Regions from separate parts of the Mus musculus genome. Here all the other regions are linked to region 4. A link is a contact called in public Hi-C and promoter capture Hi-C data. All regions are on one chromosome and are shown on one strand. Each heading gives the region's core, a stretch centred on a gene start, on an enhancer-like site or on the middle of the called end of the contact. The rest is flanking DNA. Distances are from core to core; before and after follow the strand shown. Region 1 has its middle 5.7 kb from the start of Gm29903. Region 2 holds the start of Prkcb (protein kinase C, beta). Region 3 overlaps Gm39083 (a long non-coding RNA gene). Region 4 holds the start of Cacng3 (calcium channel, voltage-dependent, gamma subunit 3).

Region 1 (3,235 bases), core at 93-2,592, 420 kb before region 4:
AAAACAGCGAATGGCGGGGACATTGTCACCAGCCCTCAAGACCTGGCAGGTATATCTGCTAGCTCCTCACTTCAGGGCAGCCTTCCCCAAGCCACTGGGGAGCAGATAGGGAACTGCTCCAGATTTCCACCACCACCTCTGTGGTAAGTGTGCTTGCCAGCTTTCCATTACACTAACAGAATGGCCGAGTCATTACCTTATGGGGCAGGGTGGAGGTTGGAGGGAGGGGTGGGGCTGTTTTGGCTCATGGTCTCAGTCTATGGCCAGTCAGTCTATTGCGTTTTGGTTGGTATGACCATGTCGCTAGGGACACTCATGGAAACAAAGCTGCTTGCTTCATGACTTCCAGGAAGCGAAAACAACAAAAACAAAAGAAAAATAAAAAGACAAAGAAAAAAAAGGAAGAGAACCACCATCTCTTTGAAAGCGTGACCCCAATGACCTAACACCCTTCCAATAGGCCACAGTTCTTAAAGTGTCCTTGTCAGTGATAATATACACCCGGACACCACCAAGCCTTTAACACTCATGCAAAACTGAGCAGTGCGACCTAACAGTCTGGGGCAGAAGACAGACTTGGAGCAGAGATAATAGCGTGAGGTTAACCTGGCCAGGCTGTGCTCCAGTGGATCTGATGTGAGAAACATATGTGACTCATAAAATATTGTATGCTTATTTATTTATTTTTATTTTATGTGTGCATGCAGGGGGTAGGGTGTACCATAGCATACGTGTGGAAATAAGAGGGCAACTGGCAGGAGTTGATTCTTTCCCATTCTGTGGGTTTCTGGAATTGAACTCAGGTCACTGGGCTTAGCAGCAAGTTCCTTTACCCAGTGCCCTCTCTCTCAGCCCCAAAGTGACCTGGTTATTGCACTCCCCAGGCCTGATCATTTATTTGTTACTCTTAAAGACTTACTTTTGACTGGAGTCAGAAGTATAAGTTTTCAGCGAGTACAGCCTACGTCTCCTGGCAATCTGTTCCTGGTTTTTTCTTTGGCTTTCCTTCATATACTTGGCCAAAGATTTAGCATCTTCTGTAGCCTCCTCCTCATTTTTCATACTGTGTCATTTCTTCAGGGCAATACCTCTGCATTTGTGTTGCAGGACACATGGAGTGACACCAGGGTGAATCTTGGATGCTTCCGTCCTGGGGTTTATCTTCTGTGTTTACGGGCCTTCTGACAACATACTGGTGGGCACCATCTTCTTCAGACATCGAAAGACTTTCAGATTCTGCTAGCTCTTCTCAGCACCAATTGCCAAGGCACAATACTATCTGTCAGTCCAGGAATAGCCACCCCCACCGCTTTTTATAGAATAACCAAGCTGAGAACACTCAGATTGGCACCCACAATGCATCCTCAGACAGACTCTCTCTCCAGCATTCCTCGGGCTAGAACAAGAACGTCCCTGACTCAGCAGCAGGCGCCCTTTGCCGTCAAGCACCTTGCTCGATGGGAAAACCTTGTGTATAGTTCCTACCACTGATCTGGACCACATGACCATTCTATCTTCACCCAGAGCTTCAGCGGCTATTTCTGTGGCCAGGGCTTCTCACAGAAAGCGCACAGCTTACACTCATTGTCCACTTTAAAGAGTTTCTGAAGTAGGTGGCAAGGAAAGAGATATTCAGCTTCATTTTGACACTGCCGACCTCCTAGTGAAAGAGACTGTCATTTCATCATAACAAGCACTGATTGTGTCTGGTTTGTTTGTATCAACTTGATTGACACACTTGGGACACAAGGAACACCCTATCTAAGTTGTTTATTCAGATCTTTGAGGATGACATGAGCAAGCGGTTTGTATTTCTGCTTTTAATCCATGTCTTTCAAGCATGTCACATGACAGTATTAATGAATGAGAGTGTGATTTAATGTCTTCTAAGCAAATCTATTAGTAAATCATTTATTAAATCAAACCTGTAGCTTTGAGTTTCTTCTACATTAATTGAAGAGTGGTAGATAGTATTGCCTTGCAGTCAGGCTACCTTTGGATCAGCCAATGAGAAGAGAGATGGAAGAATATCTAGAAAAAGAAGTTACTTTAGTTTTGAAAATCAAATTATTGTGGTTTCAGGACTTGTCGCTTTAATCCAAATGGAGGAGCTTTACAAAAATGATGTGGTTATGGTTAATAAGGTGTTTTATTAGCTGCTGGCAAACACCTATACCCAAGCTACGCAACTTAGCTTAATGGAGGAAATGTTTATTTTGGCTTATGATTTTAGAATTTCAGTCCATTGTAATAGGAAGGCATGGTTGCCATGGGAGCATAAAGAGGAAGCAGTTCATATTCCTGAGGACCAGGAAGCGGAGAGAGTGGTGAACCCAGGGTCTAGACTCTAACTTTCATGGGCTAGGCTCTAGTGGCTTAGCTCTTCCAGCTAGGCCACATCTCCTGAAGATTCCATAATCTCACAAAGCAGAGCCACTATGTGGGGACCAGATGTTCAAATCAGGAACCAGTGGTGCACAGTCTAATTCACAGTTACCGGTATCAACCAAGTATGATACGTTTCATCTTAGTGCACGTTGGCTTTCTAATCCCAGCCTTTAAATGACGTCTAATGAGCAGGTGGATCCTTATCCAATAATAGGGTATTGTACTGCTTAGAAAACAGGAATTGGAGACAAAGAGACAGGCACAGAGGGATGAAGAGATGCAGAGAGAAGGCAGATCCTGTGAAGGCAGAGGACTGGAGCAATACATTCACGACCAAGAGAAGGTTGCTTAGATGTCTTGAGGCTACAGAGAGGGAAGGAAGGGCTCCTCTATGGGCATTGGAAGGAATATGGCCCAGTGAGTGCTTCAGACAGTTTCCTTCCAGAACTGAAAGATTATATACTTTGGTGGGTTTTAAATTTTTATTTATTTTAAATTACGTGTGTGGGCGTGTAGATGCTCTCAGAGGCTAGAGGTGCCAACTACCCTGGAGCTAGAGTCAGGTGGTTGTGAGCCACCTGTCACGGATGAGTTTAGGTTCTCCGGAAGAGCAATACATGCTCTTAACCACAAAGCCAACCCTACAACCCCTGCCTTTGTTTTTAAAGCGATTCTATCTGTGGCCCTTAAAGCAGCCCTCGGAAGTCTGCGCGTGTGCTAGAGCGTCAAGGACAGGTAGCAGGCCTGGAACTTGGCCTGAGGTAGGTGAGCTATTAAGGCAAAGCCCGCAACAAAATAGCTAGAAACAATCTAACAAGGCAAGCAAGGGCTGCCTCAGAAGAGGCCT
Region 2 (3,421 bases), core at 788-3,287, 380 kb before region 4:
AGTGTGAACAATAAAAAGAAAGGAAGATCACTGGGCTGGCAAAACAAAACAAAACAAAACAAAACAAAACAAAACAAAACAAAACAAAAACCAGTATTCAAAGGCCACAGTTTGAACTTTAACCTGTAGATATCTGGGTCCTCTGGGAACCTGAGTCTCCAGCCTCTCTTCACACAGCTCTTCCAGGAATGGAATGGCTTTTAGGACAGCAGCAATGCGGCTCCAGGCCTAGACACCATGAGGTAGTTTGTTGTTACAGACCAAAGTCACTCAGAGCACTTGGTTCAAAAGACAGGATGTGGGCTGTGAGCCTCCAGTTCATCTTTCAAAGGAAATCTCCTTCAGCAGCAATGTCTCCTGGGATGTTTTCCCAAGTCTCCCTGGGAGGTGCTGGAGCCTCTCAAAAGACTAAGAATAGCCAGGGACATCCAGTTTCCCAAACATGCCAACCTTAAAAGTGAATGCCTTTTTCCCCCTTGTTACCTTTGCATTACTATGTAGGGGAAGGACACTGTATTATTATAGGTATATAGCTCACCATGCAGTTGCTAGACACCTCACTGTGACTCTCTGCTCAGGAGCTCCCAGTAGGAATTGTCAGAGTGGTATCCAGGCTCTGCCACTACAGAGGCCCAACCCTTTGTCACCAGTGCACTTTGTAGTCTGGACAGCCTCCATTGTACAACCCCGAGACTGTGTACCCCTTACTCACTTCCATCTAATTTTGCTTATTCACAGAACTTACCTGGTCTATACAGGTTATGGTTGTGACCGAATGAGACAGTGCACAAGCCTCCCTGACACCCTGTATGTTTAGTTTTAATTTTTGCACATTTACAGGTCATGCATGGTACAGGTAACCTTCTTCCATTCTGTTACTTACTCAAGCAGTGCTCACTGGGCTTGTAGGAGCTGTCAGATGCTAAACTCAACACCAGGAGACATGAAGGTGTCATTAACAATGCCGGGGACGTGTGGAAGAGTTCGGTCAGATGCCATTTTTCATCCCCAGGCTGTAGAGCATCACACCAGAGGGAGATTTAGATGCAGTGCCTTATATAACATGCAATGTCGTATCATTGGTTATCTTCCCATCCTTCAAGTGGCATCAAGGGGAGTATGGCGTTGGATATTAATGTTCCCTGAACATTTGAAATCTCTCCTAACAAATACAAGAAGGCCCCAGGTGTGAGGACAGCACCTGGGGAGATCTTAACCCACACAAACCTAGGTATTTCCAATCACATAGACTTTTGTTTTAACAGACTGCACAAGTATGACCAGAAGGGACAAAAGTGAATGAAATGTAGGGAAACGCTCATTTATTAAATTTGTCTCCTGTCATCATTAGCCCAGCCATTTTGGGGTTGGGGAAACTGTCTTTTTGTGGAGAGAGTTCTAAGTGTTCGAGCAAGTGGAGACAAGTCTTTGTGGTGGATATATACATATATACATATGCATATATGTATAGTCCTCCCCTACCTCTGCAGACCTTGGTGTGTGTGTGTGTGTGTGTGTGTGGCCACAGGCCTTTCCGGATGAGTGACAATGAAAGCCCATCCCTCCAGGAGACGCATGCCGAATGACCAATGGGATGATGGATGGAGGGTGCTGGGTACCAGTCTCTGCAGAGGCCAAGGTGAAACTGGCTGCTTCCAGCCTGTTCAACCCTCATCTCCTTGAGCCCCTTGGGTCCTTAGGCGTTTGGTCATTGCTGGATCAACCGAGGTGCTCATCTTAACGCACCCCAGGGCCTAGGACAGGGTGCCAGGGGCGCGGCTCAGATCTGTCCAGCGCAGACTGCGGTCCTCGCGCCGCAGCGCTGCGGCTAAGAACACTTGGCTGGGAGGCCTGCGGGTTGCGGTGTACGTGTATGTGTGTGTGTGTGTCTGTGTGTGTCTCTGCTGGTGGTACTGGTGGTGCCGATATGTAAAGCAGCTGGCGGCTCTGGGCGGGGCCTGGGTTTCATGCAAATGAGGGAGGCGGGGTTACACTGGGGCTCCGCCTCCCTCCCCCGCAGCTGGGGCCAGCGGTGCCAAGCACAGCTGGACCAGCGGCAGCAGCTGGGCGAGTGACAGCCCAGCTACGCGCGCGCGGCCGCCGCCAGAGCCGGCGCGAAGGGGCAGCGCGGCCCTGCGGTCCCCGGGCGGCAGCAGCGGCCGCCTAGTCCCGCGCCTTTCCGGGCTTGCAGCCCCGCGGTCCCGCCGCCCCGGGGCCGCCACCTCTCGGGGCTCCCCCCAGTCCCCGCGCGCGCAAGATGGCTGACCCGGCTGCGGGGCCGCCGCCGAGCGAGGGCGAGGAGAGCACAGTGCGCTTCGCCCGCAAAGGCGCCCTCCGGCAGAAGAACGTGCACGAGGTGAAGAACCACAAATTCACCGCCCGCTTCTTCAAGCAGCCCACCTTCTGCAGCCACTGCACCGACTTCATCTGGTGAGAGTGCGCCGCGCGGGCCACCTGCCTGGGGCCCTAGAGGGCAGCGACACGCATGGGGACCCCTGTTGTTGCCCCCGGGGGGAGGAGCCGTGTGATCACCCCCATCCCGCTGGACCCTTATGCCCTGCGCTCCCGGATGGCCAGTCCCTCAGGTGCTGGGTTCTCTGCTCCCAGACGGCTGGCCGCCAGGCGCCTTCTGCCCTCTTGCACTCTGTCGCCCGAGCGCCTAGGGACAGCGCTGCAGGCGCCTTTTCGACACCTGGCTCAGGGCTCAGTGTGGCTGTCCCTCCTCGGCAGGGCAGCTCCGCGGGTGTCTTTCTCGCCTGAGGTTCCCGATCTTTCTGCCTCCTTCCGGGCTCGAGGAGCTCTCACCCTCACCCCTCCTTTCCGGGGCAGCTCTCTGGGGTGTCCTCTACTTCCCCGGGGCGTGGAGCATCCTTCCCTCTGCGTCCCTAGAGCAGTGCCCTGGGTTATCTCTTACTTCGCCTCCAGAGTCTTGAGCACCCCTTTCATTCCTTGGTTCTCACCCTCAAGTCGCTGCAGGGCCCCTTTCTTCCCTCTGCCCCTCCAAGCATGGGGGGACCTTCCCCCCGCCCCCTAGCCCCTCAGGTGTTACCACCGTGGTGAAGTCCCTATCATCCTCCCCCTAGACAGGTCCTTTTCTCTTTCCTTGAGGGTACTCCCGGCATCTCCTTGGGCAAATATCCAGCCCGCCTTCCGCCCCCACCCGGGCGGAAATGCACCCTCGCATCCTGCCACCTGGTGGTCGTGGTCGCCTCTGTACTGCAGGGGAGATGTGAGGTGGGGGTTACTGCCAAGCTCCGGTAGTGTACCTCCCAATCCCATCCAAGGTGGAAGACACCTTGGAGACCAGGCTGTAGCTAGGAGGTTGCCCCTGGGGTAGAGGGACAGTGGGAAGGGAGAGGGCGACTGTGTGAAACTAGCTGGTAACTGGACCCCTCAGACTGATACTCCCTCTTGTGCTTTT
Region 3 (3,336 bases), core at 605-3,104, 270 kb after region 4:
GGCAAGCAAAAAAGAGCAAAGGAGCACAGGAAAAGATGCTCATCATCACCGGTCATTAGGGGCATTCTAATCAAAGCCACTGTGGCTTACCGTCCTCACCAGGAGGCCGTGATCAGGAAGAAAGACAAGTAAGTGCTGGTGCGCGTGGAGAGAAACTGGACCGGAGCCTTCTTATGCCGCTGGAGGGATGCAGAAAGGAGCAGCCTCTTTGTGGAAAAGTTTGACAGTTTCTTAAATTATAAAACACGGGGTTACCATAGAACCCAGAAATTCTGCTCCTGGCTATATATATCTAAGGGAAATTCATACACATGTCTACACAAAAAAAAGCACACAAGTATTCACAGCTGCCAAACATCTATTGTTCATGATATCAAAAAGGTAAAGACGGCTGGTGAGATGGCTCAGTGGGTAAGAGCACCCGACTGCTCTTCCGAAGGTCCAGAGTTCAAATCCCAGCAACCACATGGTGGCTCACAACCATCCGTAACGAGATCTGACTCCCTCTTCTGGAGTGTCTGAAGACAGCTATAATGTACTTCCATATAATAAATAAATAAATCTAAAAAAAAAAGGTAAAGACAAGTCCAATATCTATCTTCAAGGGTTAATAAGGTACTGTCATGATCCAATGTGTTTCAGCCATGAAAAGGCATGAACAAAGCAGAAGTGGGGGCTTCCTAGTGAAAGAAAGGGAACCAGCCGCAGACAGGAAGGAACTGGGGGTGGGAAATAAAATACAGTGAAGTATAATGCCACATCCGTATGAAAATGTCTTGAAACCCTTATTTGTTATACTGTCTTAAACGATTAGCTTCTTTAAAACATGTCTTAAAAGAGTCATTAACTGGTGGTTTAGTTTAGTGTGTAAAAGTACCTGCCACACAGCCTGGACTCAATCCCTAGAACTCAGAAAACTAGATACAGTGGCTCACATCTGTAATCTCAGCACTTCCATGAGATATTCTCTCTCTCTCTCTCTCTCTCTCTCTCTCTCTCTCACGCACACACACACACACACACACACACACACACACACACACACACACACAGAGAGAGAGAGAGTAGTGGTAATAATAAATAAAATAAAACCAGTCTATAATAAAAGCAGCCATTGTGTCAACACCTCCCTATAGAGACATAGATGTAGATATAGTTGTATACAAGACAACTCTGAACGGCATTTTCCTTACTTTCTCCCCAGGTTTCTCTGTGGTGTTTGGAACCCAGTTGCCCCAACAATGACCTGCTCGGTAACCTTCCTAATGGGCCTCTCTCCCTCCTGGTGCCTCCGTGTCTCTGTCCCATAGTAGTGGTTCTTTGGATTAACACACACACACACACACACACACACAGATGATGATGATGGTGATGATGATGATGATGATGCAATTAGTTTTAAAGATGTCTTTAATTTGTCCTTTCAGCAACCTAAACCAAAGGAGATCTATAGTCTTCTCTTGAATTCCTTCCTGGTCACAGGAAGGAGGTAGAAGATGGCTGTCTGTGTGGGAACTTTCCAGGGTCTCCTTGGCTTCAGCCCACCTCCAGCCACTGTCAATATACCTACCCTACTTTGCCACATCAGAAAGCAGCAGCGCCATGAAGGATTCCTGGTATCTCATTTGATCGAGGCCATGAAATTTCTAACCCTAACTGCATCAGGCGACTCAATTGTCAGCAGGGAAAGGCAAGAGGAAACGGTTAAATCTTAATTTCTGACCTCCTTAAAAACCAAAAACTAAAATGCAACGCAAGACGTTAACAGAGGGGAAACTCCACGAGCTCTTTCTGATTGGTACAAAGCACGGGACCAACCTTCGTGAATACCACACCCAGCAGGATGTTTAGCAGTCAAAGGATAAGCACACCAGCTCCTGCAATTGCTATTCATCTGAGCCTCTCTTGTTCTACCACTCATAGCATCCGACTGAAAGCGAAAGTGTAAATGTGTCGGGGGTTGGTCTGAGGCTGGTAGGCTTTTAAATGTTAAATACTACCCCCAAGATCTAGTTGCCCAAGGCAAGCAGATCCTCACATTCAACAAGTAAACTTTTTTTTTTACTCTATGTAAACCTTGCTCCCTACTTTAATATTATTTGATTAATAAAAGGCTAGAGCCTGTGACTGGGCAATAGAGAGACAAGCAGGACTTGAGGATCGAGTGAGGGGTTTCAGGAGAGACCAGAAGGAGGAGGAGAAAGGAGGTAGAGAGAGGGGAAGGTTGCCATGAGGGAGGTGGAGCCTGAGGACAGGCGGATGGGACAGAGATATCCGGGACTGAGACTCAAACAGCAAGGAACAAGGGACATTTGACTGGGATTTAAGTTAGAATAGCTCACAGCCTGCCCAATCTGGGCTTAGAGCTTGTAAATTATCAGGATTTTGTACCTTTTATTCGGGCTAGCTGGAATAAATAATTCATTTACATAAATGTATCATCATTTTTAGACATTAGTGACCTCGCTGTAGGAAATCCTGCAAATTCCCACACCACAGAAACTATTAGTGCTAATAAATTCAGCAAGTGTACGCGGTAGCAGCAGGACACACAAACGCAGTCAGCTGTGTTTCCATACATCAGCACCGGGTAACCTGAAAACTCAATTAGGAAAACAATTCCACTTATAATAGCATCAAATTGAATACAACACTTTGGAACAAATTTAACCCAGGAGGTATGAAAATCGGCCACTGAAAACTCTAATATGTCAGTGAGATAAATTAAACAAGGCTGGCATTAGTGAAACAGAAAACACGACAGGGCTACCCAAGCATGCAATAGGTACAAAAAGCCCAACAACCTTTTTCTGTACATATTTGTGTGAGTGGACTGTGAGTGTGTTTTTCTCACCTGTACAGAGGCACGTGCATTCGTTGGTGCACATAGAACGGGTGCCAGTCACTCTCCAGCTCCTCAATCCAGGCAGTGTCTCACTTGACCCCGGACTTGCCTGCTCTGGGGACTCCCCAGTGCTGGGGTTATAAACTGGTCATCAAGCCCATGTGGTATTGATGTGTGTGCTGGGGGAGTCCAAACCCCAGCCTTCACGCTTGCTGAACAAGCAGAGTACCCACTGGGCCGTCACACCAGCCCCTCCACAACTTTTTTTTTGACAAATGTGGGAAACTTGACTCTAAAACTCACATGGAATGAGAAGAGCCCCCGAGTAACTGAATTCTTTACAAAGAAAACCCTCAAACAGAACATGGTGGCTCAAATCTGGAACACCAAGACTCCGGAGATGGAAACAGGAGGGTCAGGATCCAAGTGATCTTTACTTATAAATATATAAGAATAGAGTTAGAGAGAGGGAGTATGGGGCCAACCTGAGC
Region 4 (3,171 bases), core at 344-2,843:
ACAGCACCAGGGCCTTTGGAGAGAAGCTGACGTTTTCAATGCTCTCTCATCCTGAATTCACCACCCCCTCAAATGTAAAAGTGTGAAAATATTTAAGAAGTGTATTCAGAAATCAAACCTTTACATCCCTTCATCCAAGGTCCCTGATATGTAAACAACAGTTTAGGTACATTTAGTTCCTTCAGCCCTTTAGAGGTATATATGTTCACATATACATATGAATGGTTCTGGGTCTGATGTAAGCACACTGTCTCCTGTGTAAATCTGAGCTCCGGAGACAGGAGGGTAGACATATTGGTTTGTTTTCTGAGGAATGAAATTGAGACAAATACACATAGACAACATTTTGCCCACCCAAGTGAGCCACCAGTCAGTCTCCCATCCCTTTAAAAAGATTAGATCTTTCCCGGCTTCTGTCTCCCTAGTGGACTCCTGCAGCAAAGAGCAAAGTTGCCTGGCTCATTGGGCTCAGGGATGAGGAGGAGGGTTGATTAGAGAATGCTGCGTGGGGTGGGCTCTGAGATAACGCGCGCGCCAGAGTGCGCTGTGGGCCCTTGTCCTTAACCCTTCCCTCTGAGGAGCCGGATCCGCCGTACTGCAGTGCCCTGAAGCCCTGATGCTGATTGCCCTGGGCTCCCGAAACTTTGCTTGGTTGTGGGCTTGAGTACGCAGAGCTGAGCTGGCTGGCTGGCTCTAGGAACGCACTAGGAGAGTGTTAGGGAAGGGACCCTTCAGCACCCGGAGTTCCTAGACTAGGACCACGAGGAACGGTGCAGCGGCAAGGGGAGCTGTCCCTTCAGCACCACGGACCTCCAACGACCCGGCCTTGAGAAGTGGGAGGCTGGGCAACAGGAGAGGAGCTGTCCGCTCAGCACCACGGACCTCAGCTCTCCGACGCAAGTGGCCGGCCCCCGCCCCAGGACTCTCCCTTTTCTCCAGTTTGCGCGGGGGTGTGGAGAGCAGGCGGAGAGCTTTCCTGGGAGGCTGGGGAAGCAGTGAACACTCTTCTCAGCGACTCGCCTCCCAGCAGAGCTATTTTTTGCCATCCGCCCTCACCCCCAGCACACGCGCTCGCACACACGCACGCACGCGCGCACACACACACAAACACACACTCACACACACATACACACGCACACACACACATACACACGTACACACACACTCACACACACGCGCGCACACACGCACACACGCTCACACGCTCACACACCAGACCTCTCTGGGTTTCTTTTGCCTTGAGTCTCTCGGGGCTGTGAGAAACCAGGCGCATCTCAAACCAAGCTGGCAGCTCCAAGCTCCGAAGCCATGCCCTGCACAAACGCTAGTCCTCACCAAGCTCCTGAGGAATGAAAGCAACCCAGGAATCCTCTGACCGCGGCAGTGATGTGGACCAACCCCCTGGAGCCCGCACCCTCCCGAGGGCCATAGAGGACTCGGGGAACTGGAGAGAGCCCAAGACAGGAAATCCCAGCTTTCCCAAAGTCCCCGTGGATGCTGACAAAAGGAGATCTGGATTTTTGGAAGAGGCCGTCCTAGGTTACCCAGCTGCAGAGTGATTCTCCCGTCTGTCACTGAATCTACCCCTCCAACCCCCAGCCGTTCAGAGTACCATGAAGAATTATGAGGATGTGTGACAGAGGTATCCAGATGTTGATCACTACTGTAGGAGCCTTCGCAGCTTTTAGTTTAATGACCATTGCAGTGGGCACGGACTACTGGCTATATTCCAGAGGTGTGTGCAGGACTAAATCTACAAGTGACAATGAAACCAGCAGGAAGAATGAAGAAGTAATGACCCACTCCGGGTTGTGGAGGACCTGCTGCTTGGAAGGTACTTACAAATTCCTCTCACTGGCTCTGAATGATCTGCTTCTAATGTCCTGACATGTGTTGGGGGGGAAATAGAGGCAATGGAGGGGAAGAAAAATAGTTTTAATTGTTGTTGGAAATATGTGAGGGTCCAGACTATGCTTCCACGGAGCCTGGTGCTGTGTGGATGGAAGGGTTGGGTCTTGTTGATTGGTTTTGGTCTATGCCAAATGTGATGTGATTTTGTAACGCTCTTAAACACCTTCTGCAGTTGAGAAAGCCTCTAATCCCGAGTCTCTAAGCATGTTGTGCACTGCTTGGATTTCTGTCTATAGAAGGAGACTTTGGATTTGTTTAATTACATTTTGGTGAATGGGGATTATTAAGGAATGGAAGCAGAGAAGACAGGAAGGTGCTGAGGGACTGATCTAACCTGGAGCACTCTGATCTGGTTTTTTATCTTTTAATCAATAAAAGCTTACCAGCCTCTTCTGAGTTTGGTCCAACTAGACATTGTCATGAACTCCCTTTGTTAACTTATACTAGGGAACAATATGTAAGCCCTAATCCCCACACCCTCACATCTAAAGAAAATGTCTTTATGAATAAGTGTTTCATTATTTAGGCTCAAAATAAAACTGAAGTCTTGGTGTTTGCTCTCCACCTGACTTCATTCATAAATCACGCCCATCACCAGCAAATGTATTTCCTTGACATTTAGATAAGACTGACTCTGAGAATTGCATCTCATTGCTTCTAATTTTAAAAATTAGAGGATTTGCTCTAAATTATAATGAGGTGGGCAGGCCATTTTAGAATGTGGAGCTCTTAGGTAGCCTATGTCACTACTAAACTTGCTTCACCACTTGAAGAGTGACTGTCAGTTTCAGTGGACAATACCTGGGTATCACAAGGAGTGAAAAAATAATGAAGAAAATCAAAGCTTTGTGAACCTGCTACCTAAGGGAGCCACTAGATTAAAGGGCCACTAAGAAGGGATTTTGTCTGCTTGGTTGATTTTTGCTGTTTCTCTGGCTTCCAGGAAGTCAGTGAAGTTTATCACAGTGATAGTCAGGAAAATACAGGCTTCCTCCCCTCCCCTCGATCTCCCTTGGTTCCTCCCCCTGCATTCCCTGTGGCATTTCTCAGGGTTTCTTGGGAACTCGCATTTATGTAAATGACTTGGGAACTAATGCTATGACATCACTTGCTAGTGTAATATTGCATCATTCTCTGGCCTCCTTCCCACGTCCTGACGCTCTGAACTCTCCTGCCTATAGCGCCACTACAGTTGATTCTGTTTCCAACACAGATTTGCAACTGGTGGGAAACCCAGGAGGGAAAGGGCTACTTCATGTG

Evidence for each region. Promoter capture Hi-C pulls out the DNA fragments that hold promoters and counts their contacts. Hi-C and Micro-C count contacts between places; a contact is called where the count stands out from the background.
Region 1: a contact with region 4 is called in a Hi-C map of cerebral cortex, with 2.7 times the contacts expected there. The contact joins the enhancer-like site here to the promoter of Cacng3 in region 4. A contact is called at or near these places in 4 of 39 promoter capture datasets (embryonic stem cells, hippocampal neurons, liver and 1 more), 2 of 15 datasets of contacts at CTCF or cohesin (large pre-B cells and pro-B cells), 17 of 484 Hi-C or Micro-C datasets (B cells, Th1 cells, bone marrow-derived dendritic cells and 11 more) and 4 of 9 other capture datasets (adipose tissue, liver, macrophages and 1 more).
Region 2: a promoter capture Hi-C map of embryonic stem cells shows a contact between it and region 4, with 4 times the contacts expected there. The contact joins the promoter of Prkcb here to the promoter of Cacng3 in region 4. A contact is called at or near these places in 13 of 39 promoter capture datasets (the 3T3-L1 cell line, embryonic stem cells, frontonasal cranial neural crest and 6 more), 1 of 484 Hi-C or Micro-C datasets (embryonic stem cells), 2 of 115 datasets of contacts at active chromatin or transcription factors (embryonic forebrain and large pre-B cells) and 2 of 9 other capture datasets (embryonic stem cells and pancreatic islet).
Region 3: a promoter capture Hi-C map of liver shows a contact between it and region 4, with 3 times the contacts expected there. The contact joins the enhancer-like site here to the promoter of Cacng3 in region 4. A contact is called at or near these places in 9 of 39 promoter capture datasets (the C10 cell line, embryonic stem cells, hippocampal neurons and 3 more), 4 of 115 datasets of contacts at active chromatin or transcription factors (the 230-238 cell line, embryonic basal ganglia, forebrain and 1 more) and 3 of 9 other capture datasets (adipose tissue, embryonic stem cells and liver).

The regions. Positions count from the first base shown.
Region 1 is chr7:122,248,384-122,251,618 of GRCm38.p6, forward strand. No RefSeq gene overlaps it. Among named protein-coding and RNA genes, the nearest start is that of Gm29903, 5.7 kb to the left of the region's middle. Within about 2 kb of position 1,343, at least 4 of the 459 cell types and tissues checked have an H3K27ac peak or open chromatin away from gene starts, as enhancers often do. A contact at or near this core is called in cerebral cortex, where this site is marked.
Region 2 is chr7:122,287,088-122,290,508 of GRCm38.p6, forward strand. It overlaps Prkcb (protein kinase C, beta), which reads left to right and starts at 2,038. Exons shown (of 17, transcript NM_008855.2): 1 at 2,038-2,430. The coding sequence starts at 2,258.
Region 3 is chr7:122,938,652-122,941,987 of GRCm38.p6, forward strand. Gm39083 (a long non-coding RNA gene) reads left to right here. Exons shown (of 3, transcript XR_869924.1): 2 at 1,205-1,253; 3 at 1,428-1,707. Among named protein-coding and RNA genes, the nearest start is that of Gm39083, 4.5 kb to the left of the region's middle. Within about 2 kb of position 1,855, at least 130 of the 459 cell types and tissues checked have an H3K27ac peak or open chromatin away from gene starts, as enhancers often do. A contact at or near this core is called in the 230-238 cell line, adipose tissue, embryonic stem cells and 3 more, where this site is marked.
Region 4 is chr7:122,670,151-122,673,321 of GRCm38.p6, forward strand. Cacng3 (calcium channel, voltage-dependent, gamma subunit 3) reads left to right here and starts at 1,594. Exons shown (of 4, transcript NM_019430.2): 1 at 1,594-1,834. The coding sequence starts at 1,624.